Linked DNA regions of Capra hircus: region 1 is linked to region 2. A link is a contact called in public Hi-C data. All regions are on one chromosome and are shown on one strand. The core of a region is the stretch at or near the end of the contact, and the rest is flanking DNA. Distances in the headings are between cores, read along the strand shown.

The links. A called contact is a pair of places that touch in the nucleus more often than the background predicts.
Region 1: a contact with region 2 is called in a Hi-C map of blood, with 2.6 times the contacts expected there. The contact joins two enhancer-like sites. A contact is called at or near these places in 2 of 5 Hi-C or Micro-C datasets (blood and liver).

What each region holds. Positions count from the first base shown.
Region 1 is chr20:26,161,431-26,165,098 of ARS1.2, reverse strand. ITGA1 (integrin alpha-1) reads left to right here. Exons shown (of 30, transcript XM_018065522.1): 28 at 83-199. Among named protein-coding and RNA genes, the nearest start is that of ITGA2, 30 kb to the right of the region's middle. Within about 2 kb of position 1,673, at least 3 of the 5 cell types and tissues checked have an H3K27ac peak or open chromatin away from gene starts, as enhancers often do.
Region 2 is chr20:26,018,338-26,021,690 of ARS1.2, reverse strand. MOCS2 (molybdopterin synthase catalytic subunit) reads right to left here. Exons shown (of 6, transcript XM_018065594.1): 6 at 3,323-3,353. Among named protein-coding and RNA genes, the nearest start is that of MOCS2, 12 kb to the right of the region's middle. Within about 2 kb of position 1,945, at least 1 of the 5 cell types and tissues checked has an H3K27ac peak or open chromatin away from gene starts, as enhancers often do.

The DNA.
Region 1 (3,668 bases), core at 424-2,923, 140 kb before region 2:
ATTATAGCCTACAAAAACTCAGTGTACTGGAAGTTCTAAGAGGTGTTTATCAATGTTAACAATCTTGTTCAATCATTTTCAGCTTGCTATCCAAATATCCAAAGATGGGCTACCAGGCAGAGTGCCACTATGGGTTATCCTGCTGAGTGCTTTTGCTGGATTATTGTTATTAATGTTGCTCATATTAGTGCTGTGGAAGGTAAGAATCAGAGTTCCTTAGACTTTCCTACTTCAATTGTCAACAGCATATTGGTGAAACAAATTATGATTTATCCATGCTTTGGAATATAGTATTGTGTAGCCACTAAAAACACTGAAATGATAACCAAGATGAAATTAAGAAGAAAAAATATATATCTCAAATGCTGTACACAACTTGAAACCACTTTTGTACGAGAAAGAAATAGACATATCCAAAAATTATGGGAGATCTCTCTAGAGACTGGGATTACAGGACACTTTCATTTGTCTATAACACTGGAAATTCTAAATTAAGTGTACATTATTTTTATAAGCAGAGAAGAATGAAAACTCCCTTTTATAGAAAAAAGAAAAGAATACATTTCTATGTCAGTTTAAGAACATAGAAGCAACAGAATTATGGTTAAGATAAAGCCCTATCCTAATCACATATCTTTATGTATCTTTAAAATTAAATGCTTCTTTAATATATAAAAATACCGCATTTTATGCAATAGTTGCATGCCTGAGTGAGAAATGAGGTATTTGTTCAATTAGTTGATGACACAGAAATCTTATAGTTTTACACACTCCTGCTTCAAATCTCCTGTAAAACTAACCTATTTTTTGTCTAGTCAATCTGTATATTAACATATCAACAGATGTTTATTTCCATTATCAGTAGATGTTTCGCTTAAATTAAGATATGCAAAATCTTTTAATCTTTGTATCTTTTTCAAATTAAGCAGAAATGAAATGATAGCTTTTAGGATAAGTTTAATAGAGAATAAAATCTCATAGAAAAGTAGAATTTAATGTTTTTCTAATGAAATATCAAATTGGCATTTATTCTAGCATTTATCACCCTATATTTTATTGTTTTGTTCAAAAGCAAAATTATCACTATGTTAAAAATAGATCATGGCTACATATTCATTTTTCTGATATCTGAGCAACAGAATTGTCTTTTAATCAAATAGTTTAAATAGCAAATTTCTCTCCCATCAAATTACCAACTGCTCCTATACATTCTGACTTACCATAACTATCTTCCTCTTTTTGGGAGGTTATTCTCAGAGAAGATGAAAACAGCTGTGTTAAAGATGTACGTCAGGAGCATTTAGTTTAGTAAATAGAATCCATAGCTTTTCTCCAGCAAAGTCTCGAGGACAGAATTCTCTGCCATCTCAGACCTGCAGCTCTTCCTCCTGCTTTGCAGGGTATCCACGCTCTGTCTGTAATACCTGGCTTTGCCACACTGTGGTACCCAAGGCCTGGCTTAGCGGTGTCAAGGGTGTGCTTGGAACGTAGAAAATGGTTTCTTTGTTTGTAAGCACCTGTAATAGGACATTTTACTGTTGATTTCTTTCAGTATGGTAAGCACAGCACTTGTCCATACAGTTTTAGGACACTGCTGCCAAGAGAAGAGGGAAGCCAGAGCTGATATTTGAGTAGTCTCTCTAGCTGCATACCTCTCCTTAAAACTAGCAAATAATTTTCAGCCCTGTTTTTTGGTCATCAGTCTGCAAAAAGCTGGAGAAGGACATGGCAACCCACTCCAATATTCTTGCCTGGAAAACTCCATGGACAGAAGAGCCTGGTGGGCTATAGTCCGTGGGGTCACAAAGAGCTGGACATGACTAAGCGACTAACACTGTGTAAAAGCAAACATTCTTCCATCCAGGATATGATTTGCTGATACATTCTGATGTCTTCTTAGGTCTTATTTTAAAGCCCAAAGGTTTAGCAACCTTTGGACAGTCCTGACCTGTAGGTTTAGTTAACTCAGTCACATCAGTGGGAATGCCAGTAATCAGAATGGTATTTCCACAGTAGACAGGAGGAAAACTAGCATTTATTGAGTGTTTACTGTGTACCAGGAACCATTTTCAGCTTTTCCACTTTAGATATTAACATCAACCCTATGAGAAAGATACTATTATGGACCTCATTTTGTAAGCAAAGAAGCTGAGGCATAGAAAAGTTAAATATGTTTCCCAAAGTCACATGGTTTGTCAGTTTCAGAGTAGAGAATCATCTGGGCCATTTCACTTTTGTGTCAGCGCTATTAACCCCCTCACTCTATGGTCTCCCTTGCTTCTGTTCACTCTGTTTTCTTTACAATCTTTCCAACTAAGTCTTTTAACTGTATTTTATACTTGAGGACACTGAAGCAAACAGAAGTTAACCCCCCTAAGAGTTCTCATCTCGTAAGGGACTGGGTTGAAGCAATGCCTTTATCCAGTATAGTCCTCTGCTGCACTCTATGGGGCAAGCTCTTCGCTCTGGAGCTCCAGGAATTGGTTTTGCTCAAGAAAATCATGAACTCCCTGAAATATATAAAAATATTTGGTATTGGAGTGATAGTCCCTTGTTGGGTTCAACCTTTCAGCAGCTCTGTTATACTGGAAAGATTACTTGCCCTCCTCTTGCCTGAACCTCCCTGAAGCATTTGGTCTGCAGCAAGCTCAGAAAAGCTACCCTCATCCCCACACATCTTTTTAGACTAATTTTAGACTAGTGGAGCATAAACCTCAGGACTAGCCTTTCCTCATGCTTCTTCCAAACCCCAACAGTGTGGGAGTTGATCAAAACTCTCAGTTTGAGACTTTGTGCAGGGAGCAGTGAAAGATTCCCCCTGGAACTAGAATTCGATTTCAAAAGGCACAGTCTCTGTAGCTTTATCTTCATAGAATGCATAGAAGAGATTGCTAAGCTAAGTTGCTTCAGTCGTGTCCAACTCTGTGCGACCCCATAGATGGCAGCCCACCAGGCTCCCTCATCCCTGGGGTTCTCAAGGCAAGAACACTGGAATGGGTTGCCATTTCCTTCTCTAGTGCATGAAAATGAAAAGTGAAAGTGAAGTCTCTCAGTCATGTCCGACTCTTCGCGACCCCATGGACTGCAGCCTACCAGGCTCCTCCTTCCAAGGGATTTTCCAGGCAAGAGTACTGGAGTGGGTTGCCATTGCCTTCTCCAATAGAAGAGATTAAGACTTAACAAAATCTTAGTAGGTGCTTACTATACTTAGGGCTTCCCTGGTAGCTCAGACGGTAAAGCGTCTGCCTCCAATATGGGAGACCCAGGTTCGATTCCTGGGCCAGGAAGATCCCCTGGAGAAGGAAATGACAACCCACTCCAGTACTTTTGCCTGGAAAATCCCATGGACTGAGGAGCCTGATAGGCTACAGTCCATGGGGTCGCAAAGAGTCGGACACGACTGAGCGACTTCGCTTCACTTACTATACTTAACCTTGATGGGAGAAGGCTTTAGAGGACACAGGTTTAAATAGATTGGGAAATATGTCCTGAAATCTGGTAACATGCTAAGGGAGAAGCTCAGTCATCATAACCAAAAGGATAGAATGAGATGGTCCACAAAGGAACCCTGAGAAATCAGATTGTTCCTGTCTTAACTTGATCTTACACTGATGTCTCAAGATCCACCCTTAATGATTTATTTACTAATCCTATAGCTTTGTTCCCTC
Region 2 (3,353 bases), core at 696-3,195:
CACTGTAAGATACAAAGTAGAACAAGGAATCCAGTTTTAGAGAGTGTAGTTGGAACAGGCTCTCTGCAGAGGTAACATTTCATCAAGGAGCAAGTGAGGAAATAAAGCAGGAAGCAACTGAGGGAATACCTGGAGGAAGGGCTTCCTAGCAAAGGGGCAGGCGAGGACCTCTGGGGAGACAGAGCCTGCCACAAGTCACCACAGCAAAGCAGGGAGCCTGGAACGAGAGAGCAGGGAGGCGGGAGCCGGGTCGTGCAGGTTGTCGGTCACGGTGAGGACAGAGGTTCTGGGATGTGATTACCTATCAGAAGGTTCAAGTAGGATGATGAAGTGACCAAGTAGGAGAAGGAAGGGGGACTGTCACCAGGCCACAGCAACAGTCCAAGAGAAATGGGCGTGGTGGCTTGGATGACAGGTGCAGCAGAGTAAAGAAACGAGTGGATTCCACAGGCATCCAGGAATTGCTTTCCAGTTGTCCAATAGGTTCATTCAAGACCTAAGATCAAGACTCAGACTCTTAGCTTCTTAATCACTACTTCTCAAAACATACTGAAAGTATAGTGACTCAGCCGCATATGTAAAGAACAAGCATAGCCACAAAATCACAAAGCAGCTCACTAGAACATGGGCTGCTACTTTCACTCAAAGATAAAACTCTTTCACTTTTGCTACCTGTTAAAACACTTCAAACACAAGAAATCAGTTTCCTACTTCTTAAATGAATTTCCAAAGCTGTCATACAAAGCCACAGTCCCCAAGTGACTTTAAACATTACAGTCTATTTAAAGGCCAGGTTTTTTAGGTTACTCTTCTACTTAGCTGGTTAAGTCACAGACATAGAAAGGCTATGTCAGAGTGATGCTAGCTCCTTGATATTTCACCAATTAACTGTGCCACTCCTATGAGAAGTGGGGATCAATGACGACCCTATTCAAGTCCAGTGCAACACACTGAAAACTGTCAGACGATCCATCCCAATTTTAGCATGCCCCAGATTAACTCCTTAACTTGTCTGCATTGGAGACTTAAAAGCTTAATAGTCTGAGTTCCTGATTTCAACAAAACCTACTTAAAATGAAGATATTATTTTTTTAGAAAAGATGCTTAGAGAATGTTTCATGTACTTTGTATCAGTTCAGTTGCGCAGTAATGTCTGACTCTTTGCAACCCCATGGATTGCATGTAGCACGCCGGCCTTCCCTGTCCCATCAGTCCATCACCAACTCCCGGAGCCTGCTCAAACTCGTGTCCATTGAGTCGGTGATGCCATCCAACCATCTCACCCTCTGTCATCCCCTTCTCCTCCTGCCTTCAATCTTTCCCAGCATCAGGGTCTTTTCCAGTGAGTCAGTTCTTCTTATAATTACTATCAATAAAGATCCTCTAAAGAAATTCAGTAGAAAAATTCCAAAATCCACATAGACCTCATATGAACATATACTCTAAGTCCCCTCCAAAGGAACCTTCAAGTTGTGGGCTTTTGAGGATGCAAAAGTGAGGTCTTCAGTCACTTAGTGACCCTCAGTGAGAAGCTAGAGCTGCATCTGCAGATGACTTCACTGAACTCCCTGCTGTACAACAGGAGGAGCCTGGTAATGAAGACCTGATGGAACTGGAGGCCCAGAGGGAGGACAAAAAGGAAGCAGCAGTAACTGAAGGACTGAGGAAATTCACGACGCAGGAAGAGGCAAGGGCTCCTCTTTATTGGAGGAGGCACTGTCAGCTTTTGAGGCACAAGACCTGAACACAGAATGGCACACGAAAGCTGCAGCAGCCGCTCAGCATGCAGTCCAGTGCTACCATGTCACCTACGATGAGAAAGAGAGCTACTACTCAGGCATCACTGGGTCATTTCTTCAAGAAGGTAGATAATTCTATCTGCAGCCAGCAAGGAACCAGAACCTGGGCCGTCAGCGTCAGGGGTGAGTGAAACTGCAGCGTGCCCTCCGTCTTCCCGTTGCTAACGATCCTTCAGCTCTGCCATCTTCCACTTCCCCTCCTTCCTCCAGTCAGTAACTCTTACCTGCCCACTGGGTGCCAGCTCCTGTTTACCAGCTCTTTTACTGTGCTACTGTACTTCTGGGGCTTCCCTGGTGTCTCAGACAGTAAAGAATCTGCCTGTAATGCAAGAGACCCGCATTTGATCCCTGGGTCGGGAAGATTCCCTGGAGAAGGGACCAGCAACCCACTCCAGTATTCTAGTCTGGAGAATTCCATGGACAGAGAGGAGCCTGGCGGGCAACAGTCCATGGGGTCACAGGGAGTCAGACAGGACTGAGTGACTAAGCACACATACGATATCAAAAAAAAAAAAAAAAAAAACCCACCCAATCAAAAAACGGACAAAAGACCCATACAGACATTTTCCCAAAGAAGACATACAGAAGGAAAAAGGCCCATGAAAAGATGCTCAACACCACTAATCATTAGAGAAAAGCAAATCGAAACCACAATGAGGTATCACCTTACACTGGTCAAAATGGTTATCATCAATCAGTCTACAGATAAATTCTGAAGAGAATGTGGAGAAAAAGGAATCCTCACACATTGGTGGCGGTAATGTAAACTGGTGAAACCACTATGGAAAACAGTTTGGAGGTTCCTCAAAAAAACTAAAAATAAAACCACGATATGATCAAGTAACGCCACTTCTGGGTATATATCTGGAAAACATGAAAACTCTTAATCTGAAAAGGTACACGCCCATGAAAACTCTTAATCTGAAAAGGTACGCGCCCCCCAGTGTCCGTAGCAGTGCTACTTACGAGGGCCAAGACACGAAAGCAGCTCAGCAGATGGCTTAAGAAGGTGAGGCACGCACACTGGAGTGTTAGCACACAAAAACCATCCTTCACTACAACATGAACGCAGTGTTATGCTTGGTGACAAAAGTCAGAGAAAGATAAATGCTGTATGATATCACTTATGTGTGGAATCTAAAAAAAATAGTACAGATGAATCCAAACATAAACAAAAACATCCAGAAAACAAACTTATGGATACCAAAAGGGAGAGGATGAGGGGGAAGGACAAACGAGGAAAGTGGGCTTAACAGACACAAACTACTACACATAAAACAGATGAGCAACAAAGACTTACTGTGCAGCATAGGAAATTATGCCAAAATCTTGCAATAACTTACAGTGGAATATAATCTGCAAAATCACCCCGAATCATTATGCTGTACACCTAAAACTAGCCAAATATTGCAAATCACACTTCAGTTTATAAAAAAAAAAAAGAACGATATAGAAATTATATACTAAGATCTATCAAGGTAGTATATGGGTTGACCAAACAAAAACTGGACCATTATTTAGTATAAGATTTTGCAGAAAACATAACTTTATTAA